Regions from separate parts of the Gasterosteus aculeatus genome. Here region 1 is linked to region 2. The links are chromatin contacts, called in public Hi-C maps. All regions are on one chromosome and are shown on one strand. Each heading gives the region's core, a stretch centred on a gene start, on an enhancer-like site or on the middle of the called end of the contact. The rest is flanking DNA. Distances are from core to core; before and after follow the strand shown.

Region 1 (6,571 bases), core at 1,147-3,646, 160 kb after region 2:
CAGAGGCTCGCTCGGACGGCGTGCCTTCAAAGGCCTCACTTTGCCATTGATTCACTGAGTTGCACCCTGAAAATCTTTGCTTATATCCTTCTCGATTTAAGAAAGAAGGCGAATGGCCCGTGATTCATTGCATTCTGAAAAGAACTGAGCTTATCAAGAATAACTTTGATAACAGCTATTGTACAATGTTGTCTTTAAAAGGGATTTTAAAGGTTACCATCCGTTAATTTTGGACATTTTTTAACGAAGCTGTGAACTGCTGTGTAAAATGTTGCATATAAGAACAGCCAATTGGTCAGAGGGACTGATTGTGCAGCAGCATCACCGCACTCTCAGAGAATGTGTCCCCCCCCCCATTAGATTGGAGTTAATTAGGTGAATATAATCACCATGTGATAATCAAACCAATGCTGAGTGCTGGTTTGTTCTTCCAAAGGCAGCAATTTCCACCCTGGTGGCTGCTTTGGGGTCAAACTGCTGTTTCACTTTGAGATGGATATTAAAATAATGATGAGAGCGGGTCACGCTTCACATGCACCAAAACCATGATCTCACCAAGAAGGAACGGGTTTTGATTGCACGAGCAGAGGGATTAATATGCTACCCGACAACCGCGGCAGATGCAAGTTATTTTCATGCAAATGTAAGGCAATTTCCTACTTAAGACAACATTTATTTTCTTTAGAGTCATTGTCACGGCTGCCCGCCGGAGCGCTGGCAGCCCGACAGAATGAAGATTTGTAGGTGCATCTGCTGAATTGGGACGGAGGAGGTCTAGCGCCAATCTGGGATCCTAAATTGATGCCAGTTGGCGACAATTTTATCAGATTGTTTGAGGTTTGGTTGTTGTTGCAATTTGGGCTTGCATCACTTAAGAAGAGAACAAACCAGCACGAATTGTTTAGACGGTGGGAACTCACAGACTATCACTGACCGTTTGAAACTAATTCACAGCACATTTGTTTTTAGGCGTATAATAACAGACAAATATAGCAGTGTGATTGGACTCCAGGTTCACTTGTTGCAGTCCCAGACACAGATCCAGATCTGCAGCCCACCAACAGCCACTATAACACCTCTAAAATACAGTTCCAGGTGTAATCTGAAGGGTTGCGTGAATATTGATCAAGTGGATACTATGGGGAATATCTTTGAGGTTTTGCCCCCAAAATCAAGGTCAGTTAAATTTAAATCATTCAAAATTGTGATGGTTGTTACCCTAAAAATAAATACTACTGGTCAACCAACTGCATTAAATAGTCCAAAAAACGATTTCACAAACACAAACCAAAAAGCAGCTCGTCAGTATGGCTGTTGGCAACTGATCCTCTCTGTAGAACAGATTATAGCAAATCTCTAATAAATGAGAATAAAGCATAAATGGCAGTAGAGATTCCAGTTCAACACCAGCAGTGTCCACTGTAGCTGTAATGACCGTGATCCATTGAACGGTGTCACATCATCAGCACCACACAGTCAAAGTCTAATGTATTATATTCATATATTCACTGCATATTTACACATGTTGAAAACCGGCTGCGACCTCAAAAAGGGAATCGCGCGCAGGCTAGAAAGGAAAATGTCGAAAAATGTCTGTCTGCAGTGTCGGAAATAAGCACACAATTGCCCAGCTATGTTGCTGTAGTTTGCGAGGTGAACCAATATTTACACATTGCAGAGCCTATTTGAGGCTTAACGAGCATTGACCGTCACTCACCTCTTCATTTAAGCTGGATGTCCCGGTCGTCCTGCTCCTTCCGGCGCGGCGGCTCGTCCTCTGGCTCGTTACTGATGGACCTCACATCCACTGTAACAATTTTTTTTTTTTTTTTTTTAAATGAACAAACGCTACAAAACCTCGCTTTTCGGATGACGCTTTAAACGAGCTCACGTTCACTTCTCCTTCCAAATTCCTTTAACACATCTGTTCTCGGGACGCGTTAAGCGTGCGAAGGCGGCGTCATTCATTCAAGTGCGCGTCTATTAAAAAGAAGCATTTTTTTTTTTATCGCCGCGAGTGACCGGAAATTCGGCGCGTGAACTTCGCGGCGGGGCTGACCGACCCTCCTTAGTGTCGCCCGACTCACGCCGTTTCCGTGAAGCGGCGCATTCCTTCAGTTCAGGGGGGTTTGAGCGTCCTCCGGGCGGGGGGGGGCGGCAACGGAGCGTCCGGGGCTCGCGACCGAGTCCGGCGGGGTAGAATTCGCGGCGAGGCGCGCGCTCAGACCGACAGCGTTGCTTTCTCACGGGGCTCCGCCGTACTGACGGAGATTAGCGGCTCCATCAGTATACAGTACAGTGCGCGCGCGTGTGTGTGTGTGTGTGTGTGTGTGTACGCTGCCTGCCTGCCTGCACACTGGCACACTGCGCGTTTAAACCCGGCCCCCCTCACACCCCGGCTCATTATGGCGTTAACTGTTTCCGCCCAAAGAAAAACGATGAATAATGGATACATTTTTTTTTATAGAAAAAAGATTTCGAGGGGGATTTCTGAAATGCAATCCTAATACAACATTTAGGATTGTACCGGGAAGGAAATCGTTTGGAGCACTCGGTTAAATAAAACACATCAACATAAAAAAACATTTGCAATGTTCCGAACATGTAACCAAAGGAAGAAAAAAAAACTCGATACCAAAAAAGTTACATTAAGTATCTAACGAACTCATTCTAATTTAAAGTTTTGATAATTCTCTGTGGGATGATTCACACATTTCATATGCATTCCCTCTGGAAATATTTGTAAACGACGTTATGATTTAGACCATGAATATTGACATATAGCTGACAATTGCGTTGTGTATAGAAAAATAAAATGTTCTTCCAGAGTTCGTCTGCGCAACACCTCAGTATACTTGCACTCCCATCTAACTCTGTTCCTGTTAGAATACTGCCATCTTTAGACCAAACTGAGAACATGCTGAGCTACAGGCCATCATCATCTGTCACATTTTGATTCGCTTCAGCTCATATACCTATTTATTACATGACTTACCATTCGAATTGATTGTGCAAACTTCAGAGATAATAATCCCCCCAAAAACTGAGTGGTCAAAGCCTTGACGTTGTTCTTTTAAATTGCCTTAGCAACCGTTCCCTCCATCTGCTTCTTCTTTGTCTTGGTCTTTGAGAGCAGAAAACATCAAATTCTATTAAATGCTACACATAGGTAGTTGCCTATCATCCCCTTTTTATTTCTATATATATATATATATATGCTTGCGTGGTTTCCTCTAACCCCTGTTAGAGCATGACTCTAAATTGCCCGTAGGTGTAAATGTGAGCCTTATTAGTTGTGTCAGCCTTCCGATAGTCTTGCGACGACTCCCTGTGCATTCGCCCAATGTCAGCTGGGATTCGGCTCCAGACGCCCTTTCACCCTGAAAAGCATGAGAAGTTAGGGATAGTGGATTGGTTGATGGATATACAGTATATACATCCCCATGTTTTCTATTATAGTTATCTTTGTCCTTACTGGTTTAGAAAATGATGACAAAAAAAAGTAGGCTATCCACATTCCCTGATGCATCAATAATGCAGAGTGGGGAAAAGGAAGCCAGTGTCTGCCATCAAAAGTATTGCAAAACTGCCAGGAGGAGAAAGATCTGGAAAAACCAACGTAAGTACACTAAAAGCACAGCGCCCACTTAAAGACAGGGTCAATATCTGGAGGCTGTCCACCGCACTACCAACCAAATGGCTCTTACTCAACCCCGGCAAGCAGGGGTAATCAAACACAGTCTTTTCCAATCCATTACTCACAGCCCTGTTTGGAGAAGCCCTGTTTGGTACAAGCTGTGATTTGTTTGATCGGAGTATAATTCAATTGATATTGAAAGAACAGGTTGCACAGAACTGTCTCTAAGATGTTCTGCCTCTTCCTGAAGACAAAACTGATGGTTATTGCAGTACAACGATCAGTCACGACTGCCGGTAGAGTGGCTTTATTTGACTTCTTAAAGTCATTAGTAAAAAAAGATGAATGCAAAGTGTAGCTTTCCTTGAATCATCATATGGAACGGAACATTGTATACATTTTATCTCTTTTTCAATCATGCAAAAGTATCATGTGTGAGGCTATCGAGCAGGCATATTCATACTTGCGTGCGTGTGTTTCCTGCTCAGCTCTGGGTCTTTGCTCCTCTAAACAGCTTGATTTCATGCAAAGATGCAGCGTTTATGCTCATAACGTACCTATTGTCACTTTACCTCTATTGAAGACCTGACTGCTACCTGCGCTGTGTCAAGATGGGCCAGGGTAATTCAATGAGTCACTTTCAGTCTCAGAGCCCCCCCCCCTGCACCTGAAGTAAAAGCACAGATCATTGGTCATTAGTGTTTTCAGATAAGAAAGCCATTGGCCACTTTATGTGTTTACATTTGGAATCTGACTTTGTAGAGATCGTTTTTGTGGAGGCAAGAAACTAATGGGATTAAAAGCCTACGGCGGGTTAGAAGGTTAAACTGCTGGAATTACGACCGTGCGATGTGCAGTACCTACTGTTTATCTCTGAACGTACGTGGGCGGCTGGGTGCGTGCAAAGAGGGGGAGTTACTGCTGCAGAGCATTTGTGACAGGGGATGGAGAGGGGTAGATCGCGGCAAAGCACAAAGCTTATTTGTAGGAAGATCAGTTTGGTGAGCAAATCAAACAGTAGCCAGTCGGAAGGGTGTGAACAGTAATGGGAATAAGGCTCCCGGCGGTAATGTGGGGAGATGGGCGACTGCAGGGCTGTCGTTTGACCGTTTGCCGATCAAAGAGATCGTACACAGCGATTTTATCCCAAGTTGGAAGGTTTCAAAGGGGCCTCCAGTGATGCCATTAATTCTTTCTCCCTCTGGCCATATCTGAAGATATCACGGGGGAATGTGGCAACCTGTCGACTCCACTGAAACTCCATTCCCTCTCTTCTCTGACCCGTGTAAGCGATCCTTGCTCCTGGCTGGAGAGAAAAAACTAATACCAGGAAACAATTAAATGAAAAAGTTAACTGTCAATATAACGGTGACATGGCATGTAATGCCTTTTACTTCTGCTCCAATTTCAAACCATGTGATCATCGTCATCATCTTTTTGGGAACTAATGGTTTTTTGTCTTTTTTTAATGAACGAAGAAAAAAAATAGCTGAGAAGACCTTCATATTTCTTTCTTCAGTGTTCATAAATGGACATCCATACACCCATTGCACTAACTAAAACCAGCTTGTCCTTATTGGGAGAACTACTTTTTCCATCAAAAAGAATTCACCTTGAAACCGAACATAAAGGGTAAATGGGTTGTGCTTGTATGGCGCATTTCTAGTCTAGTCCTATTCCAAGAGTGACTCAAATGCAGTCACATCCACCCTCGCCGCTTACTTGCAGGTTGGATGATATGAAAATGAAAACAATCGGCCGATACTTTTAGAAGCATTGGCCTACACTATGGTGATGTTGGTCCACTTCTATTTCACAAGACCAAATCTAACAACATCATGCCGAGGTCAGGTTTTTGTCAATAAATGGCAACTATTTACAGTGGCAGTCATATCGGAGTAATGATCTCAGTGAGTAAGAAAAGGGTTTCACAGCTGCAATTTTGTCCTCGTCTTCAGGGAGGATAACCCACCCTGAAGTTCAAGTGAACATAATGCGTGTGATCTCTGGCCCGATTGTACGTCTCTCACTGGAGGCATCTCTTCAGCTTGTCAGGACCTGTCAACGGAAAAAACTAAATGAAAATAGCAATTAATTTCCACAGAGATACAATCACTGGAGATGTGGTAATTGCCAGCTGCTCTGATATGTTTGCTGAGCGAGGCATTGTGCTCAATTTAAATAAAAAAATTAGAAAAAACTAAATAATTTTGTCCTTGCTCGGAGGCATTCCTGCCCAGTGCTGTAATCTCCCGGAAGCAAATCAGACTCAGATGTCATCAGTATGAAAACATAGCACCTCAAAAATAGAAGCAGAATGCGAAATGTGGCAAAAGCACAGCTGGTCCATCTTACAACGCATCAGTGCCACAATTGAGCTGTCAGAGAAGATGAATAACATTGATATTAAAAACAATTAAGTACTTGATGCCCACAGCACTAACCTCCTAGTTAAGCTCAGCTTAACTAGGAGGTGAACAAATCCAAAATGCCTCACAAAACAGGCAGACTCCAAGTTTATGGCGTACATTGATGCAACCACCAATACAGATATGGATGCTCATGACACATGCACATGAGGATGGGAGGAAAACACAAGGAACCAGAGAGAAAGTCCTTCCATTAGATGGTTGGGTGTTTAAATATGTTGCTTCTCAGAATATGAGTCTCAGTAAGTTGCCGGCTATTAAATATTGCTCGGGCTGCTCACTTTGTCCCAGCTCTTGATGAAGCATTTCTTTATAATTATAGACATTTCCACACTCCCCCAAGGATGACCTCTTATTATGGTGAAGTGGGTCTGCTTAGCAGAGCGGGCCGCCAGGAACAAGCTCCGCCGTGCATTTCAATAAATCCTCATCCCCGCTCGTCTCAAAGGCCACGGGACCAAATCAGTCACCATTTAAGCAGAAACAAATTGTTTAACGCAGAAAT
Region 2 (6,836 bases), core at 247-2,746:
TTGCCGTCAACACCGGTTAAATCTGAAAAAGTGAATTTTGTTCTTTTTTGCCTTTATTATGTTATAATCATTCTGCTTTGGGCAACAATTGAATTCATGTTGTTGAATCTGCATGAACAGTTGGCAGTTGTGTATTGTGTATTTATATATTACATGAAGTACCAGTCAAATGTTTGTACACACTTTCTCATTCAATTCTGCATATATATATATATATATATATATATATATAGGCCTATATATATATATATATATATATATATATATAGGCCTATGTATGTATTTTTTAATTCTACATACATAGGCCTATATATATATATATATAGGCCTATGTATGTATTTTTTAATTCTTAATACCTTTCTGGAATGTCGTGACATTAAGCTGTCAAATAAGCTCGAGGTCATTTGGTCATCAACAGTTAAATGAAGTCATTCAAAAAAAAACATTCCTGTAAATTGAGGCTTTCCTGTTTTCCTTTTCATCAGTGCTGTTCCTAGATCAGGAAGCTCAGCGCAGGGAGGCTTCGCAGGCACGGAATATCAGTGACGCTCTGCCCAATGGAGTGCAGGAACTCTCTCCATGTCATGACACTCGTCCCCCAACATCCCGCCTACCTGCCCGTCTGTCGCCACACCCGCATCTCAATTCCTCTTCTGTTTCCTGCCATTCTCCTTGTGTGATGTTTGCCAATAACCAAGAATCCAACCTTCCCCGTGCAAGTGTGCAGGCAGACCCAGCAATGACCCCCCCCCCCCCCCCCGACCAGTGGGAGACAAACACGGAAATGTATTTATACTCACCCGTAACCCTGCAGCTTGTGGCATCTTGACGGGCTGCACTGCAGGTTTGTTACATAGGACCAGCTGAATACAGGACAGACCTGGCCAGCTGTTTTCCGCCCCATAATGGGGGGGGGGGCATTAGAACATAGTTTCCCACAAAGAGAGCTGGGTTGAAAGGCCAACAAGGAAAGAGAAAACGGGGGGAAACCAAATAGTGTAACACAGCTGGACCTCTACAGAATACAGAATGTCAATGTAAAGCTGTCTGCCTCACATGTGGCTGCAGCACAAATGTGGGAACAATGTGCTTATAGTTTGTTCTGAATAAATCAAATCTTACTGGGATCCATTAAAGCATTTTAGGAAGTTGATTTGAAGACAAACATTCCTTGCTTTATAGGTCAATTTGATCACAAGTCGCCCACTGAACAGAAAGCAAAAAAACAAACAAGTATTTTGAGTCATTATGTCGCCGTAAAATTCTCTTGACAGAACTCACAAGTCCTATTGAGGAAGAAACTGCCACGAGCAAACAGTTAACATAACAGAACCCTCCCCAAACTCTTTTGGGATTACATCATATTTTGGGAAACCCAAAGAACACAATTTACAAACACACACACACACACACACACACACACACACACACACACACAGACTCAATACTGTTGAATCTGCAGGAACAACAAACTGCAAACTGGATACACAGTCTCAAGGAACTGCCAAAGATCCTCCCTTTCCTCTCCTCCTCCCCCACCTTTCACTCTCCCACCGCCGTGATCCCATACAGATGTTCTTCTTTAGGAGCCGACCAGCTATTGTTCATAAAAATCAATTTCATGGTCCAGACGGACCCAGCCCAACACGCGCAGCATCCACGCCCGTCCAGTTTCACGAGCAGACAAAACTGCGTGATCACGCGTGATCGAAGGCACAAAAACAACTGCTTCAGAGGATCTTAATAACAAAACTCACAAGCACACACTCTCTTTCTGTCTCATTTTCTGTCCCCCGACCACCTCTCTCTCAACTCTGCTCCTTGTCCCCCCCCCCAGCTTCCCAAACAAGTCCTTTACCTAGTTTGTCCTGAAAATGTTATCCTCCACAGGCCTTTAACTGGCCCTAATTGGCTCTGATTGGGTGACTCGGTAGACATCTTGAAGTAATTCATAGCTCAAGGTTGAGAGGGCCGTGCAGGTTTGGGAGTGCTTTGGGTCCCCGAGGTTCTCAGTCTTCACCCCGGATCCCAATTTCCTTTGGAGTGCATCTGTTAAGGAGCTATGCATATTAATGCAGAAGAAAGCACTTGCCCGAGATCGAGAGCAAAGCATTAAGCATTTCAAAAGGCATTTCCAAACTTACATTTCATTCCTGCATATGCTTATGTATAATTCCAAGTTTTGCAATTATATTGAGGAATCTTTTATTGGTCCTTAATGTCAGAGTTGTATAACTAATCTGTTTGATTTAGTCGAAAAGACCAAGAAATAAAAGGCTTTTACCAGAAGTTTTATAAGCACTCTTCACGTTTCAAACACAGTCCCTTGTTTTGATCGGGACTTTCCTCACTTCTGAGTGACTGTTCTGTCATCCATCAGAACCAGGAGGGGCCACAGGAAATCAATCGCTGCTGCTGCTTGCGCGACACCAGACGAGAGCGACCCTCCGTAGCATTGCCATCCAGTGAGAAAACAATAAAGTGCGTGTGTTCTGGCCCGATAACGTGGGATTAATTCATTAGAGTGCTGGTCGCCCAGATGGCTCTCATTACGTGTATCTGCTCAATTCATCTCTGGAGTTCTTTCACATGAGTCAAACTGTCTGCAGTAAGAGCGCTACATCAGTAAAAAACCTCTCCCAGCCAGTTGTATTGACTGATATTATGGTCTCCAGGGGCCTTATTAAAAAACAACGTAAAGTTCAAATACAGCTTTGCTGAAACAGATGTTAAACATTTTTATTCTAAATTAGTTTGACTGCAGTATGTGTGCCTGTACTTGTTTACTTGTGTAAGTCCTAGTCATCTATTAAATGCAGGTGTTGATATGGAATTACTACTTTGATGTTTTTTCTGAGTGGTAATTTTGATCACAAAGTTATTTCCCACAACAAACCAAGAGATGGCGCTACAGGATCAGGCTTTTTAAACGTCGTCACAAAGGAAAGATCCACTTCTGGACGACTCAACTCTGCACTCTAGCGGCAGCACGAACAAACTATTCATATTGCAATTCCTGCCATAAAAAAACATATGGAGTGGCCACGAAACTGTCATGAATTGAGGTGATGCCCGAGGAAGATGTGAACTAAGAGCTGAACTAACCGAAAGAGTAAGTGAAAGTGGCAAATAAAAGAAGAGTCTCAGGCGACATGCAGCCACAAACGGATCAATGCAGACCTTCAATAGCAAACCACAAACTGTCTGCAGTGTTTTTTTGGATATGGTGATGAGTGGATGAGGTGGTGTGTGTGTGTGTGTGTGTGTGTTTTGAAGCATGTAGCTATACACCTTCTGAAGTGTTGCTTTGGGCTCGTCGGGAGACGCTCGGGTCCTCCACATCAAATATTCATCTCACAGAATCTCCTAAACCTTAAATAATTCTCAAAGAGGTTTTGCCGAAAACGAGCCTTTGCGATCCCGGGCACGTTTCTATCCGGACAATGGATTCAAGGGAGGACAAGGAGGGAGACAGAAGGAGGGGAGGGCGAGGGGGGAGTTGGGGGGGGGGGGGGGGTAGAGGGAGACAGACAGTGGATTTGATCTATTGTGTGAACAGATGGGTTACGATTAGGGGCTGTCATCTGAATATACAGTGTGCAAATGTACATCGAGAATAGATTATGTTAAAGGAGATTTAAAGCGGTGGAACAGTTGAAACATGTTGCTTTACGACGGCAAGTAAAGATTATTGAGGACAATGTAAAATGTCCCGATTCATCCCGGTTTAACCACCATGAAGGGCTCAGGATAAACCAATCTGATGGATATTATCTGTTGTATTTAGTGGGCCGAGTCTTAATTTCAAGGTTTCTGAAAACCTACTTTCATTCTAACGGAGACCCCCCCCCCCCCCCCCATTTCAGTCTGTGTGATAACAAGCCGCCCCCGATCTCATCTGATCTGACCTCGCTCTCGTCCAGGACTCCATTCCAAACCACAATTACACCATACCGGATGGATGATCTCGTACTCATTACCCCCCCATATCGGAGACCCTGACTGAACCAATCGCCCCCCCCCCCGGTGAGTGTGTGGCAGGTGGTGTGTGTCGACTTGGCCCCTGCCCCAGTCCTCGGCCCTTTGGCGTGCTGATAAGAGCTCAGCGTGGAAAATCAGACAGCGGCGCTCTGGCCTTTCACGAGCGAGCCGGAGAAAATGAGCCATGAAGGAAATCGGAGGTGATTATCTTTATTATCAGCCAGGGGAGTAACTGTGGAAGCGGCGACCTGGGGAGGGGGGAGGAGGGTGGGGGGGGGGGGGGGGGGAGATGCACAAGCTGTTCCAGCGGCACGCTGATTGGCCCATACAAGCTCCAGCGGTAATTAACATCTGCATATGCAAACGAGTGCTCCAGCTAGGGAAATTTGGCAGCCGTTTCTCACCTGCACCCTGAAAGCAGCAGGGTAGTTGAGTTACACACACACACACACACACACTCAATCAAATGATGCATGTTCTGTGACTCCATGTTCACAACACAACCCTGTCCTAAAGTGCACTTGTGTATTTTAATGTCCATGTGCATTTGCACAGCTGAAAAAAATACTTACGCCTGCACTTCTTCAGAAGCACAGTTGGCATGGGTGGACCAGGGGGGTGGTTTGTGTGTTGGGGGGGCACTGGGTCCAACGGACACCATTCTCCCACCTCTTTGTTTTTGCTGCACCGTGCTGAAAGAGATGGGGCCACACAACGGGAGTCTGTCAGTGGGCCTGCTGGGAGAGACTCATTACCATCTCAGGGAGCAGGGACCAGTCGCGGGGCCCGGAGGCTCGGACGGTTTGGCCCCTCCTGCAGACCCAGACAGTCACAGCGCTCAAAAAGAGCGGGAGAATTTGTTGTCAGCAAACGGCAGAGGGAGACTGTCTACATGAACGGGTGAAGCAGTTCATTAATGACCGTTCCCCTTTTCATTCGAACATTGCAGATTTAAGGATTCAACATAATGCACCCGTTTCCCTGGGCTGGCGTGTGTGTGTGTGTGTGTGTGTGTGTGTGTGTGTACACACTGCTCTACGCGTCTCTGACCTGTGAATTATGCAGAGCGTCCACTGGCGTGTGTTGTGCTGTGGTGTTCTAATGAGAGAGCGGCCAGCGGGCGGCGGGCGAAGCGGCCTGCAGAGCGCCATGAGGATGACAGGCCCAACAACGGGACGCCGCACCATCAATAGAGCTTGTGCTGAGAGTTTACGACACCTGGGCTCACAACTTCCCACCAACTAACACACCACACACACACACGCGCGCGTCTCTTTCTTGTGTTCTTCTCGGGCCTCCGTGCTGCCTCTAATGTCTTCTCTACCTTCTTACTTACTTTAGGTTCTTTGAAGAAACTTACGATGCACCAAATTGTTCCCTGCACTCATCTGAGGCAGTACGGGGCGTTTGTTGAAGGATTCTGAGAGGTTAGAGTCTTCAACCTGCAGAATCAGTGCTTTGACTAGAATAGTATAAATATATTAAACATTTTCTTTTCACAAAGGCAAGTGTCAAATCCCCAATACAGTGCAGCTCCTCACTTTACCTAAAAGAGCTCAACCAAAAAACAAACACCGTTTTCCAACCCACCGGTACACAATGAGAAGCACTGACGTCAGACACAATGTCAGTGTTTGCATCAATGTTAATAAATGAATAAATCCTCAAAATAGTGCCGAAACCAGCCGTGGCATCGTCTTGCAAAACTCACATTACCGTAATTATTTCAGAATTTGCCTTGTAATCCAGGATGAGAATCCTACCCAGAACCAATGGGATGTCAGCTTTATGCAACTACTTGTAAAGGCATTACAGGCCGTTAAATCCCGCGTGGATTTGAATTGGTCTCAGCACCACAGGATTAGACGCAGCGGGGATTAGACCTTCCCTGGAGGAAATATAGGAGCAGGGGTGGCCAAGAGTCTTAAGATATAGAATAAATATCGCTTGAAACAGGAAGCTGAGGCTCATTGTTTACCACTACTCCACTCCTCCGTAAACTATGACTAACTTCATTGTTATTACTTAATGTCACGTATGAAAGACTTCTCCTCTCTCCGGCTACACATGTTTATTTATTTCGATGGGATACGCAGACGCAGCGTTTGATTTCACTGACATTGGCACCTCCCCGTTCCACAGCCTGCACTTACCAATACAACACAAACGCATCCAGAAAGTTTACAGCGGTTTGAGGTTGCACCGCAGTAGTCATCCACATTCATCCTGTTGGAGGAATCAATGACCTCGCAGCGCCATTAAACACACTGACCCCCCCCCCCATCCATTAGCTACCTAATGTGACTGCAGTCCCTGTGGTGGCGCAAAGAAGCAGAGGCCGGTTTGTAATGACGGAGTTGAACTGTGGGGACGGGACTTGAGGCGAAAAATATACTGTGAGAGTCAGTTAAAAAAAACAACAGGAGTTGAGTAATTGTGGTTTGGCCTGATGATCAACGCGGCCGTGGGTAACAGAAGGCTATCGGAGACCGGATCGTGCTCTTCATCAGTCATCATTCTGTCAAAACTCAACACACAAACAAAAAGCGACTTGCATTTGCAGAGTAGATCCCATGTCTGTCGCGTACGAGCGTCTTTACATCAACTTAGAATAAAACAAAAATAAGACGCTCATCATCTCTCGAGGCGAATCAAATGGTAACATTTGTTCAGTAGCAAACTAGTCCATTACTGGTGGTTTGAGGCCTTCATCCACCGCCACAATGTCAATAACCATTGATAATTCGGCACACTTTTGATTTACTATTTACATTCCCCCAAGGTTGCTCAACAAAAAGACACAAATTCAGATTTTGCCCCTATGCAATTTTTAACCAGCAAAGTTTAATTATAT

What was found. Hi-C and Micro-C count contacts between places; a contact is called where the count stands out from the background.
Region 1: a contact with region 2 is called in a Hi-C map of skeletal muscle, with 8 times the contacts expected there. The contact joins the promoter of plxna2 here to the enhancer-like site in region 2. A contact is called at or near these places in 2 of 6 Hi-C or Micro-C datasets (both in skeletal muscle).

What each region holds. Positions count from the first base shown.
Region 1 is chr2:7,811,139-7,817,709 of fGasAcu3.hap1.1, forward strand. plxna2 (plexin A2) reads right to left here and starts at 2,397. Exons shown (of 32, transcript XM_040193259.2): 1 at 1,718-2,397. It overlaps LOC120829283 (a long non-coding RNA gene), which reads right to left. Exons shown (of 3, transcript XR_005713649.2): 3 at 5,454-6,571.
Region 2 is chr2:7,649,630-7,656,465 of fGasAcu3.hap1.1, forward strand. It overlaps plxna2 (plexin A2), which reads right to left. Exons shown (of 32, transcript XM_040193259.2): 32 at 6,794-6,836. Among protein-coding and RNA genes, the nearest start is that of LOC144388432, 5.3 kb to the left of the region's middle. Within about 2 kb of position 1,497, at least 1 of the 9 cell types and tissues checked has open chromatin away from gene starts, as enhancers often do.